Regions from separate parts of the Zea mays genome. Here regions 1 and 3 are each linked to region 2. The links are chromatin contacts, called in public Hi-C maps. All regions are on one chromosome and are shown on one strand. Each heading gives the region's core, a stretch centred on a gene start, on an enhancer-like site or on the middle of the called end of the contact. The rest is flanking DNA. Distances are from core to core; before and after follow the strand shown. Region 1 holds the start of LOC100193495 (RNA-binding CRS1 / YhbY (CRM) domain protein). Region 2 holds the start of LOC100281817 (endochitinase A-like). Region 3 holds the start of LOC100194340.

What was found. Hi-C and Micro-C count contacts between places; a contact is called where the count stands out from the background.
Region 1: a Hi-C map of ear shows a contact between it and region 2, with 2.8 times the contacts expected there. The contact joins the promoter of LOC100193495 here to the promoter of LOC100281817 in region 2. A contact is called at or near these places in 3 of 25 Hi-C or Micro-C datasets (bundle sheath, ear and leaf).
Region 3: a contact with region 2 is called in a Hi-C map of tassel, with 2.2 times the contacts expected there. The contact joins the promoter of LOC100194340 here to the promoter of LOC100281817 in region 2. A contact is called at or near these places in 3 of 25 Hi-C or Micro-C datasets (ear, leaf and tassel).

What each region holds. Positions count from the first base shown.
Region 1 is chr2:35,327,062-35,331,040 of Zm-B73-REFERENCE-NAM-5.0, reverse strand. LOC100193495 (RNA-binding CRS1 / YhbY (CRM) domain protein) reads left to right here and starts at 1,511. Exons shown (of 4, transcript NM_001138609.1): 1 at 1,511-1,865; 2 at 2,237-2,549; 3 at 2,766-3,173; 4 at 3,537-3,979. The coding sequence starts at 1,711.
Region 2 is chr2:35,092,485-35,096,325 of Zm-B73-REFERENCE-NAM-5.0, reverse strand. It overlaps LOC100281817 (endochitinase A-like), which reads right to left and starts at 1,752. Exons shown (of 2, transcript XM_020547713.2): 1 at 1,569-1,752; 2 at 930-1,472. The coding sequence starts at 1,752. The coding sequence ends at 1,066.
Region 3 is chr2:35,260,567-35,265,059 of Zm-B73-REFERENCE-NAM-5.0, reverse strand. LOC100194340 reads right to left here and starts at 2,792. Exons shown (of 6, transcript NM_001139376.2): 1 at 2,564-2,792; 2 at 266-519; 3 at 115-180. The coding sequence starts at 457.

The DNA of each region.
Region 1 (3,979 bases), core at 262-2,761, 230 kb before region 2:
TGAGGCGGTTAGCTCCCCCGCTCGCATAGTCACATGCCCACGCCACGGTCCGCGCGACGCTCCAGCAGTCCAGCGTGTGCCGGCCGTGCAGCTCGCGGTCGCTCGACCTTCGCCACTAGGCAGTCCTGGGATCATGGAGACGTGACGACGACCCGACCGACCGAGCTCTGCACCGTCTGAACTAGGGCGCCGCGCGTCAAGCTTCTGATGATGGAGCGGCGGCCGTTGGACATGCTCGACCGGGCATAAAGGCTTCCCTCCCGCGTTTTTTGTTTCAGTTACTGTTGGATTGGTCAGTGATGCGAGAGACGCGACGAATCCATCTTTCCATCCCCGCTCTGGTACTGCCTGATTGGTCAGCGCCGTGACCACTAGTGTACCCTCTGAGTCAAGGCTGGTTGACAAGGACCTTTACATTTCAACTCCATGAGACCATTTCAGGTGTATGACCACGCCACGCCACGAGAAGGCTTCAACTCCCCCTACCCTGTTCAAAGGTCCTCGGTGCCTTTACCGAATGTCTTGGGGTGGACTGGGCTGGGTATCGCCTTGCTTATCCATTTGTCAACATGCAGGCATTTGCAGGTGCCTTGATTGGATCAATCGTCTTTGCTTAGGAGACGTTTGGTTTCTACGGATTAATTTCTAGGCTTTTTATTTTATTCTATTTCTGTGTCTAAATTATAAAAAAATACAGAAATTAAAATGTTGGTTTCCGTATTTAGTAAATTGTAAACTAAAATGGAACAAAATGGAGTGACTGAAAATTAGTCATAGAAACCCGACGGTGTCGGATTGACCAAGCGCGTGATGCCCCTCTCCTCTTTCATTGACTACCTTCAGGGTGCTCAAGGGCTGGATCACTCAGGACTAGTTCGTGGAGCACAAAACCGATGGGTATTTTGAATAAGAAGACCGATATTTTGGATAAGGGGCTGTTCGCTTCCTCAGGAATGATGGCCTGGAACTATTACTGTCTGGATTGTTTACCTATTTTATATAAGATTTCATAAGGTGGAATAAATTTAGGTCCAATCCTGGACAACCGAACAAGCCCTAAGGAGATTCTAACCCCTTTAAAAAAATTTCGATTTTGTGCCTCTCAAACTAGCACGCAGAGAAGGTGGCCTCGAGCTATTCGGTAATGATTCTAATCACCTGTATCCGTCAGTCAATTTCTCCCATAACTCCTCGACACTGGTAAACTTTTTTCCCACCTTTCTAAATCAACAAGAAACGGAAACAGAGTCAGGGCCAGGCAGTCCTCCTCACTCCTCAGGCCACCGCCACAGTTGAAGCCTCTGCCGGAGGAAGCCCACGCGGAGCGTTCCGATCCACACTGGCCTGGGCTGCTAGGCTAGGCTAGGCTAGGCCAAGCCAGACACGGCCCGCATCTATGCTTTTTTTTACACGGCCCACACGGCCGAGAGCCCGTGGCGCCGTCTCGTCCCGATCACGCAGCTATAGTATAGCTTCCCCGCTGCGCTCCAGCAGAATTCTCGCGCCGCAACGCGACGCAATGCCCCACCCGCACGGTCGCGCCGCGCAGCGCAGGAACCCCCACCACGCGGTCGGCGTCGGCGTCGGCGGCGGTGCTCCCGCCTCCCCGCCGTCGGCGTAGCTCCCGCGCGCTTCGGCCCTGGGCGCCGGTGTGGTTTCTCCATCACGCTCTCTCGCGCTTCCTACCTGCGTGCGCCCTGCTGCCCGGTGATGGCCAGCCGTCTCTTCGTGCTCCGTCGGCACACGAGGTGGTGGCAGCGGCAGGCGCCACGGCCTCGCTCGCTTTGCCCGCCGTCTCACGGTGGGGACTCGGCGTCTTCCCATGGGACGCTGGAGCTGCTCGCGCGTCTGCGCAGCTCACCATCGTAAGAGTCAGACAAAACCCACTGATCCTCCTCCCCCTCCCCCTCATTACTACTATTAAGTGGTCGATGCAGATTTTGTGACCTCATGCCTAGACTTTGCTTTCGGTCGCTCCTGTGCCGTTGGTCTGTGATAAAACGGTAAAAGCCTCCACGGGGCATAGTGTGGGCATCAAGTGTTTGCTGAAATGCCGGAGGGGAACCTTCGAACACAGTTTATTGCTTTCAGCCACGTTTCTACGTTTGTGGTCTATAGTTTATCTGTCTCTGCGCACCCATACCGACGAGCGCATTCTGATCCTCAGCGGTGCACCAGTTCATTATTGAAGCACGTCTGCAGTTTTTTTTTTTTGCACGTTCTGATTCTGTTATAGTTATACTTTCCACAAGGTTTTCAACCGAGATGCTAGGTTCTTCAGGTTGTTGCAGAGTTGTAGCATTCAAGCCTGCCATTGTATCCATACGAGTCCATCAGTCAATAGCGGAAATCAGGCTACTGCAGAGCCTCAACAACAGAATCCAGGAGTGCCTGTACCGGTTGATGGTTCTAGTGAACTAAAACCCAAGAGGACAAAGCTGAAAGGAAGGAGGGCAGTGACAAATTTTTTGAAATCCTTGAGATGGAAAAAGAAAAAGGAGTTTCAAAGAATGACTGCAGAGGAGAAGATTTTGTACAAACTGAAGCTAGTAAGTTGCATTCCTTCAGATTTTGATATGATAACAGTTGTTCTTTAAAACAAAGAATTCAAGTTCGCTTGCGTTCATGCGAGGTAGCTTGATCTGCAATGTTCCTATTCGCCATTTGGCATTTAGTGAACCTTCACTCGAGCAAGAAACTGCTTCTCTTGTGTGTAATCGCTCTATCCTGAACGTGTTTTATGTTTTCTTGGATTTTCCATAAAGGCTCGAAAGAAGGAAGAGCGGCTTGTTGTGGCACTGAAGAAAATTGAACCAGAGGATCCATCAGAACCTACACATGATCCCGAGGTGCTTACACCTGAAGAGCACTTCTATTTCCTCAAGATGGGCCAAAAATGTAAAAATTATGTGCCTGTTGGAAGACGTGGAATTTACCAGGGAGTGATCTTGAACATGCACTTGCATTGGAAAAAGCATCAAACTCTCCAGGTAATTGTGAAGACATTTACACCAGAGGAGGTCAAGGAAATTGCCATCGAGTTAGCCACACTAAGTGGTGGGATTGTGCTTGACATTCAAGATGGGAACACAATTATTATGTACAGAGGGAAAAACTATGCACAGCCACCACCAGAGATCATGTCTCCAAAAGTTTCCCTCTCTAGAAAAAAGGTATGTCTTCTGGCATCATAGAGCAAGGAAAACATATATCTACATCTTTACCATAGGATGTATGCTGTAGTTGGGTATAAAACATTAATAGAACACTAGTAATTGGACAGTTCCAAGGAGTTGAAGTGATTTGAGACACGGTAGGGCTTTCCTAAATTTGTGTGATTTATTTCAACAAGTTTTCTATTAATGTTGTTGTGTTAAATAATCGGAAACGTATCCAGCCAATTTACCTAGGTAGAGGCAAGGGTGTTTTGAGGTGTAAATTAATAATAGACTAAAGCATAGAGAAATAGTCATCCTTTTTCCTCTCTAAAAATTCTTCTGTTCACCATATTTATTGTTTTAGAATTTTTCAACTAGGCACTGGATAAATCCAAATATATGGAAAAGCTCAGAGCTCTTAGGCGGTACATTCCCAGACTTGAGCAGGAGCTTGAAGATCTTCATGCACAGATGAAGTTAGCTGGAGAGCATCAAGGACAAAATGCAGGGAAACATGTTGCTTCAATTTCACATAATACAAACAGTATGCCAGTGAGAAAAGAACCTTGTGGTTCAATTCGCAACAAAACAGTATCTGATCTCCTATCAGAAACTGTAGAGGGATCCAAGAGGTTAGAGGATGAAAGTTCTGCGATTGAAGACGACTCAGCTTCAGAGTCTCTGTCATTTACAGAGTCTGAGGATCTCTCTGACATTTTTGAGACAGAATCAGAGGAGCAGGAAGAGGACAACAAGGATCGCCCCTTATATCTCGATAGGCTGGATAAGTTTCCCTCAGGAAAAAATGATAATGAACCAGA
Region 2 (3,841 bases), core at 503-3,002:
TCATTTTCTATACCTACTTTTCACCTTTTCTATACCTACTTTTCACCTCCTATCAATTTTTCATCTACTAATAACTGGAAGTGGGCCCACGTGAACAGTGTTAGAGGGGGTGAGAGATACACGACAGAATGAGGGGGAGAGAGAAGCTTGCTAGGGGGAACGGCAGCGTAGGGTGCCTGGTAGAGTCATCCGTTGAGCGGCTTACGTGTGTACTGTAGCCGTTAAATGTGGCGTGCGGGAGCGGCAGCGGTAACCCTTGAAGACGGTCTAAGAACATAAAATTGTTGGTCACCCGGCCGCTTTCACGCGCGTGGGGGGTCAGGATATGCCGCCCGGCCCATGGATCAGACGGTCTGATTCAAAACACCAGCAATTCGATTCGAAGGGGAAAATATCGAATTTTGCTTTTGCCTTCACGACCTAATGCAGTTGCACGAGTCCAGATTTCCTTGCCCAACTTTAAAATCAGATAAGGCTTAGTTTAGAAACTTAAACCCTCTCCGAATTTCTGAGCACTGAGAAGAAAATTAACTTATTTTTCACTTAATTCTTAGGAATTTTAAAGAGGATTTAAGTTTTAAAACTAGTCCTAAATGTAAAAAATTTCCATCTCGTAACCGTTTCGGTCTCTCGGCTCCTGACTTCAGCTGGGTGACTCGAGCTTGGTCTCGTATCAGAGTCGGGCGTCAGATTCCTTCAAGCCAATTTCCACAAATCCTCCAAGGACTAGGAGATCCACATTCATGCCTGGCATTCAGTGTGCTTTGGTCTTGCCTCTAATTGTCGCGAGTTTCGGCGTTTCGATCATCGAGCGACAGCCCCTAAGAAACTCGGGTTTTATAGTATAGTGGTATTAAAAAACCTTTTTTACACATAGTATAGACAGAATAGATTGATATTCTGATCTTCGCAAATAAGAGTCGACAGCTTCTCGCCAGTCTTCTTCGTTATTCGGGTGGACCCATGCATATAGCAGCGAGTTTCATTTCAGCATCATGAGCCCATTTTTATTTCTTCACCACGAGCTGGAGTATTTAGGGTTTAGCTAGGGTCCCCGGCACGTCTCTAGCAGGTGAGGTTGTTCCCCGGGCCGACGCCGAACTGCTTGCAGTACTCCTTGTAGTAGCCCACGCGCGCGTTCACCGTGGCGGGGCTGTTGCCGTTGCACTCGAGGGCGCCGTGGAGGGCCCTGATGGTGGCGCCGAACCCCTGCGGCACCACCTGGTGCGCGCTGCTCATCCAGAGCCAGAGCGCCGTCTTGAACGAGATCACGGGGTCCTGCGCCACCCTGTCCGGGTCCCCCAGCGCGTCGAAGCCGATGCTCTGCCCCGCCGGGCCGTAGTTGAAGTTCCACGAGATCTGCAGCGGGCCGCGCCCGTAGTACTGCTTCCCCGGCGCGCACGGCCACTGCTTCACGCCTGAGTCGCACGAGGCCTGGCCCCTCCCGTTGATCTGGTTGATGTAGCAGAAATCTGTTGCCATGCACATGGATGTATCAAATGAAAATCATGCAAACAAGGAAGGAACTATACGTATATGTAGCTAATTGGCGGTAGCGGCGTCTTTACATCCGGTCTCGAACGTGACGTGCGCGAAGAAGGCGGCGATCTCGCGCTTGCCATCCGCCTCCGTGCCGCCGTGCGCGAAGCCCGGGAACGCGCCGGCGGCGCTCACGAACGCGCTCCGCGTGTAGAAATTCTTGCCCTCGCACCCGTCCCGTGCGTGGGACCTGATGCCGTCGAAGAACGTGTTAGAATTATAGGCATTTTCCGTATTATTTTAATTTCATAAATTAACATTATGATGATGACATATAAATAATTAACCATAGAAATCGTGATCTTAAATTGATCCATACCAATATGGATCAAGGGAACATAAAGCATGTAAATAAAATAAGTATATAAACATGGTTCATGAATTATTACGGAACAATTAAGAATAAGTAGATAGCAATATAAACAGCATGGCTGTAAAACTAAAACAAACAGATATAACATATTATAAAATGACAGAACAGAAGAGCTAAATACGTGACTACATATGAAACTACAGAGGTGAACATATGAAACATATGTAATCTGCAGAACGTAAAACAGTAAGTAAATAAACTGATCATACCCTCCGATGCGCTCTGATGATCCAGATCCCTGACCAGCTTCTTTTGTCATGTTGGAGATGTTTTGGGCAGTCGCGTAGACGCTCCCCAAAAACCTAATTGCCGATCCCCCGTGCAAGGTCTCGAACGGCACCGGCCCTCTCGCTTCTCTGTGCGCGCAGAGTCACGAGATGGAAATACCCTCACTCGGCGGCTGGATTGTGAGACTGAAAGTGTTTCTCGCGTGTACCGAGTGACAGGGGTGCTCCTCTATTTAACCTCTCGCAGAGGGAAGCTGAAGGAGAAAGGTCGCCGAGTCACGCCAAGAGTCGGCCAGCTCTAGCCGAGTTATGTCATGAGTCGGCCAGCTCTTGCCGAGTCACGCCATAAGTCGGCAGCTGAAGGAGAAGGGTCACTCGGCTGGCTGACGAAGAGACAGGGTCACTCGGCAGACGAAGAGACAGGGTCACTCGGCTGACGCGGTTAGTGAGTGCTAAAAATTAACACAACCACACCACGCCCGCTCGCCTGCCTGCCTGCCTGCCTGCCTCGCCTCGCCACGCCACGCCACGCCCGGCCCGGCCCGGCCGGCGGCGGCGGCGGCGGCGCGCGCGCGCGCGCGTGTGGCACGCCCTTGTCCATTTCTTGACTTCTCAAGTTAAGTGGAATAAATCCCACCATATAAGTCAAGGCAAAAGACCCTTGGACTTCCAATGTGGTACTATTGGTATTCTCCACCATTACACACCATAGAGTTTATTCAATAAATGGGCCAAGCCCATAAAAGATCCAACAATCCCCACCAAACTCTAGGGTTTGTAATGATGAAGTATCAGAATCACAATCCTTTGATATACCAGTGTTTCGATGGAGACTGTTAAGTTGAACATCCATCTAGAATAAGAGTTTCACTTATTCACAACTGAACAATGGACTATGCCTTGAATTGACAGTTTTGTGCGAAATAAGATTCACTCAAATCCTTTGCTGATACTAGGCTGCAGAAGGGTATTCCCGCTGTTTAGAAGCATATAAGTCACACTTCAGTGCCTTTCATGAGTATTTAGGGATTACCCAAATCCCATAGACTGTGACTAGCAGTCTGACTCATATAGGTGTATTCCTCAGAAGATGTTCTGTAGGACAACATCTCACCTTTATAAGACTCTTGGAATACATTAAGGTAAAAACCATCCTGCCTTACAGATAGGAAAGATGTGCATCAGAAATGAGTTAAAGAAGGGATCTTTCCTCACAATCTACTCCTAGCTTGTTTCTCCACTCTACTTCACGGGATCTCCGATCACATAGAGCAGGTTACCACTAGAGTAGATCTCACATGGGTCTCATACTCATTTCCCTCGATGCACTTTCTATCACATTGCGTGATAGACCCTTAGTGAATTGATCTGCCAGATTATTTGATGTGTGGACATAATCCACAGTAATAACTCCGGAGTTTTTCAACTTTCTGACAGATTTCAATCTCCTCTTAACATGCCTTGTAGACTTCATGTTATTCCTAGAACTGTTAACCTTTGTAATCACCGTTTGGTTGTCACAGTTCATGGAAATAGCCGGTATCGGTTTTTCAACCACCGGTAAGTCTAATAGGAAATCACGAAGCCACTCGGCCTCAGCCCCAGCAGTGTCTAATGCTGCGAGTTCTGCTTCCATTGTAGACTTCGTTAAGATAGTCTGCTTGCAAGACTTCCAGGAAACAGCGCCACCTCCAAACAGAAA
Region 3 (4,493 bases), core at 1,543-4,042, 170 kb before region 2:
ATCATCGCAGCGCTTGCAATTCCAGTTGCGCGGACGACGACAAAGGACGGAACGGCAGAGGCAGTAGTGCAGGGTGTACAGCGAAAATTAAACTTTGGGAAAATAATACAATACCTTCCCGAACGGCGACACTAGCTGCTGGAGCGCCGCGACTCTCTCGCCGATCCTGTCCTTCTTCTCCTGCTCATCAAGAGAACTTTTGAGCCACCAGACCACCATGGGAAGGGAGGATTATTGCTACCGTCACGACTCACGCAGTGCGTACCTTGGGCGATACGGGCGCGGTTCTCGGGCTGTTGCTATTCCTCGGCCTCGGCTTCTTCGAGGACATGGGCATGCTTCCCAACTCCTCTGGCGGGCTCGCGGCGGCGGCGGCGGCGACGGCGGCTTTGGCACTGAAGTAGCCGTCGGTGTGGCTCCTTTTGCTGTGGTTGGCCACCACCTCGGCCATCATCATCTTGTCCACCCTCGCCGGCTCGATCGGCTTACCAGCTCCGTCCTTGCCCCGCGCGTGTTTCGCTGCTGGAATCCGGGAGGAAAGCGTAGCGGTAAGGGCAGAGGCAGACCGCAGAAGAGAGGAGCCTCAGCCTCCTCCTGCTTGGTAGGGTAAAAGCTGACTTTTACTACAGCCTGTAGCCCGTTGGTTCAGACGTCGGTTTCATGGGAAAATCGCTGCTGTCGTCGCGCTCCATGCATCCAAAAGCCCGGTCTTGTGCGAGCTAGCTAGTGTGACAGCGTTAAAGTACTTGGTACTATACTAATAACACGAATATTTTTTTTTAAAAAAAAAAAGATCGACGCGACGAGACGAGGTCAAGGATTTCAGTGACTTTAGCAACCTTTTTTTTTTTCCTGAACAGGAGGAACTTACAGTACTTGTGGAAAACTAATGGTTTAAATCATCAGTATGCACACGAAATGAAAAAGGATCTGTGGCTTCACCACCGTACCTTTGGACGCGAGTGCAGCCGTGCAGGGAAGGTGGCAGCCGCACTAGGAGATTCTGCGCATCAGAACTGTCCTGCTAGCTACCGCTGGCCCCCTCTCTCCCCTCACTCCAGTGAAGGCCAGCGACCTTGTCTGCAGTTATATATATATATATATATATATATATATATATATATATATATATATATATATATATATATATATATATATATATATATATATATATATATATATATATATATATATATATATATGATGTACACTGCTCATCTTTTAATTGGAGACTTTGTTTGGTTTCAAAATACAGTGCTGCCATTTGGACCTTATCTGAAGGTTTCTCTTTGGTAGCATAAAGAAAAATGGTTGGCTGGCGCTGGAAAAGACAAGGGAGTTCCAAGCTGACAGCTTGCGGTCCAGTTCGGAGATCTTGTCTTCGTTTCCAGCTGTTGTGTGCTTAAAAAACAATCGCAGCAAGCTAGAGGACATATCACTGGTCAGAGCAAATAAACTAAGGTACGTGGTAATCCTTATCCACCAGCGTCAGCGTTACATGCCTGTAGGACATTAGGAGCTGACGGGTTTCAGAGCTATCGTAAAGCATAATCATGTCTGAGCATGAACGAAAAGCTACCGCCGTTTGCAGCGCGAAATTAATCGTACGGGTCTACATCATCTCGCTCCTTGATTACAGGGGCTGATATGATGGCGCCGTCACGTATTTCGGCTCGTAAATGATCAGTTGTAGCTAGCGACATGCGGAAGACGTACGTACGACAGGCAGGCGCCAGCTGTTGGACGTCAGGCAGGCTCTAGCTAGCGACGGCGGTGCTGCTGCAACTGCACTAGCGTTCTTCCATTTGGGCGTCATTCATTCTGATTGAGAGAGAGAGAGAGCAGGCAGGCCTATTGTATTGACTGCGCACTGTGGCGCTAGCAGCAGGGAAACCGTTCATGATTGACTGACGAATTTGTCTAGTAGTAGCTGTAGCACTAGCTAGGTTGTTTTGCAGTTCCGATCATCAGACAAGAGACACCGTACGTTATTATATATTTTGCCGATCACGCGTGCCAGCAGCGGAAAAAAATTTGGTGCAGCACTACTGCAAACAGTCTGGTTTACAGCTCCTCACAAAAAATGATGATAGATCCCACCTGCAGTAGCAATAACATAACTACAACGTTATCTGGTGGACCTGCAGGTGGAGTCTATCTGCCTTTTTGTGAGGGGCTGTAAACAATATGATTTGCAGCAGAGCTGCACCAAATTTTTTTCCGCAGTAGCAGCCTTTAAACCAAAGTGGGAGGCCGCCTTGAATACGCTCGTCGATCCTACCCTCCTCGCGACGTCGTTAGCAGCACATCCATTGATTATCGGGAGGCGAGAATAAGTTGCGTTAATTAGCAGTAATCGCACGTCTAATTATTAAAACCGGTCGCCGCCGACGTAGGCCCATACCGGTAGCCACCCCCTCCCCCGGGGGAGCCAGCTGTGCGGAAAGGACGACGCAAGAACACGATCGAGCATGCATGCATAGGCATAGCAGCAATATAATACGCCAATACCAGTCCAAGGAAAAGAAGAAGAAGAAAAAAAGTGAAACGGGTAAGGTCTTACCAGGCACAGGCAGGATCAGCGGCGATGGACTCTGAGATGGGCAGGAGCTGTCGATCTGCGTCACCGGCGCGGCGGCCGGGAAACGACCAAACCAGCAGCAGCTAGCACTAGCAGAGCGGGCGGCGGCGGGACGTGCGATTCTTCTCCCTTTTCCCCGCTTTTTTTTCCTTAACCCGGAGGACGCGCCGCGAAGAGGAGAAGAAAGATGCTGCTGTGCGGGGGAAGAGCCTGCGTTGGGGAAGAATTGAAGGAAGAGACGAGGCTTTAGGCAAGCAGGGTTTTAAGGATGGACGATGGTGGGATCAGGGAAGAGGTCCGGCCCTGACCGTCCGTTTATATCTCTACTATTTCTTAAGAGGGTAAGGAGGGCGTCCACACCCTCATCATGGCTCCACCCTCCCCACCCCCGCTAATCTCGCTGCCACCGCTCACGCCCTCCTATTCGTCTCCACCGCGCTAAACTCGCCGCGGCAGTGCCCGAATTTTTTGTTTTTTAGCCCCTTTCGAGTCAAAAATTTACGTTTGGACCCCCAGAAATTTTATTTGCACGTTTGGACCCGAAGCTCGGCGCCACAGGCTGTGGCGCCGAGGTAACACAGCTCGGCGCCATAGCCTATGGCGCCGAGCTTCGTGACGTGGCAGTCCTGCGTGGCACCTAGCTCGGCGCTACAGATCTTGGCGCCGAGCTAGGAAAAACCCGCAAACTGCCTTCTCTCTGCGCGTTTCTTCTCTTCTCTGCTCATTCCAAATCACGCCGCCGCCGTTTACGAAATCGCCGCCGCCGTCCACAAATCGCCGCCGCCTGCCCCAGCTCCGGCTCGCCGCCGCCCGCCCGCCCGGCCCAGCTCCAGCTCGCCGCCGCGATCCCCGCTCGAGCTCCGCCCGAGCTCGCCCGGAGTCACTGCCGCCGCCCGCCCGCCCCGAGTCCCTGCCGCCGGCCGCCCGCCCCGCTCCAGCTCCGGCCCGGCTCGCCGCCGCCCGCCCCACGCAGTCCACTGCCGCCCCGAGCTCGCCCGCAGTCCACTGCCGACCAGTCCCCGCCGCCCGGAGTCCGGCCAACGATCGGCCACCGCCCGCTCCGGCCCCGGTAGCTCCCGCCCCCACTGCCGACCAGTATTTTTTTAATTTCTTAGTTTGTAAACTAGTAGTAATTAGTTAGGTATCCACTTATTTATTGTTTAGTAAATAGTTAGATATTTCGTTGTTAGTGTTTATTAAAATAGTTAGCTAGTTTGTTGCGTAGTATATTGATAGTGTTTAGTAAATTCTTAGTGATTATATAGTTACCATTTTGTTTAGCGCATTGATATTACATGTTTTCTGTGTTGGCAACCATCGTGTTGTCGTTTATTCGCAGGTTCTATAAACATCACTTTACAGGGGAGGTGCTGCCAAATTTTTTACTGACAATTGGTTTTTTTTACGTAGGTGTTCGTCCGACTTGACCTTCTCCACCGTTAGCTGGACTCGTACGCGTTCTCAGGTATACATAGTTTTCGTACATTATTTATAGATTATGTAATTTCGTTTGATGTGTTCATTTAATATTTACTGTATAGTTATTAGTTAATATATATTTATTACTTAGTAAGTTAGTAGGCTTAAGTATATAGCCATTATTGAGTTAGTAATCCATTTTTGCAATAGATGGACAGCCTAGTAACACTATACCATGGAGGAAGGGTGGAGATAGATGCTTATGGGAGTGTTACTTTTGATGGTATGAAGATCGTGACCATGTTGTTCGTTGAAAGACCATCTTTTGACCAGCTTTTGGCTCGAGCTTGTGAGGAGATTAGTTGCGACATAAACGACCCTAGAATATCAATTCAGGGTTTGTTGTCCCATATTACATATGGAACATTTGTCCGACGGTTGATCTCCATTACCTCAGAAGATGATGAGAGCACCTAGAGGGGGGGTGAATAGG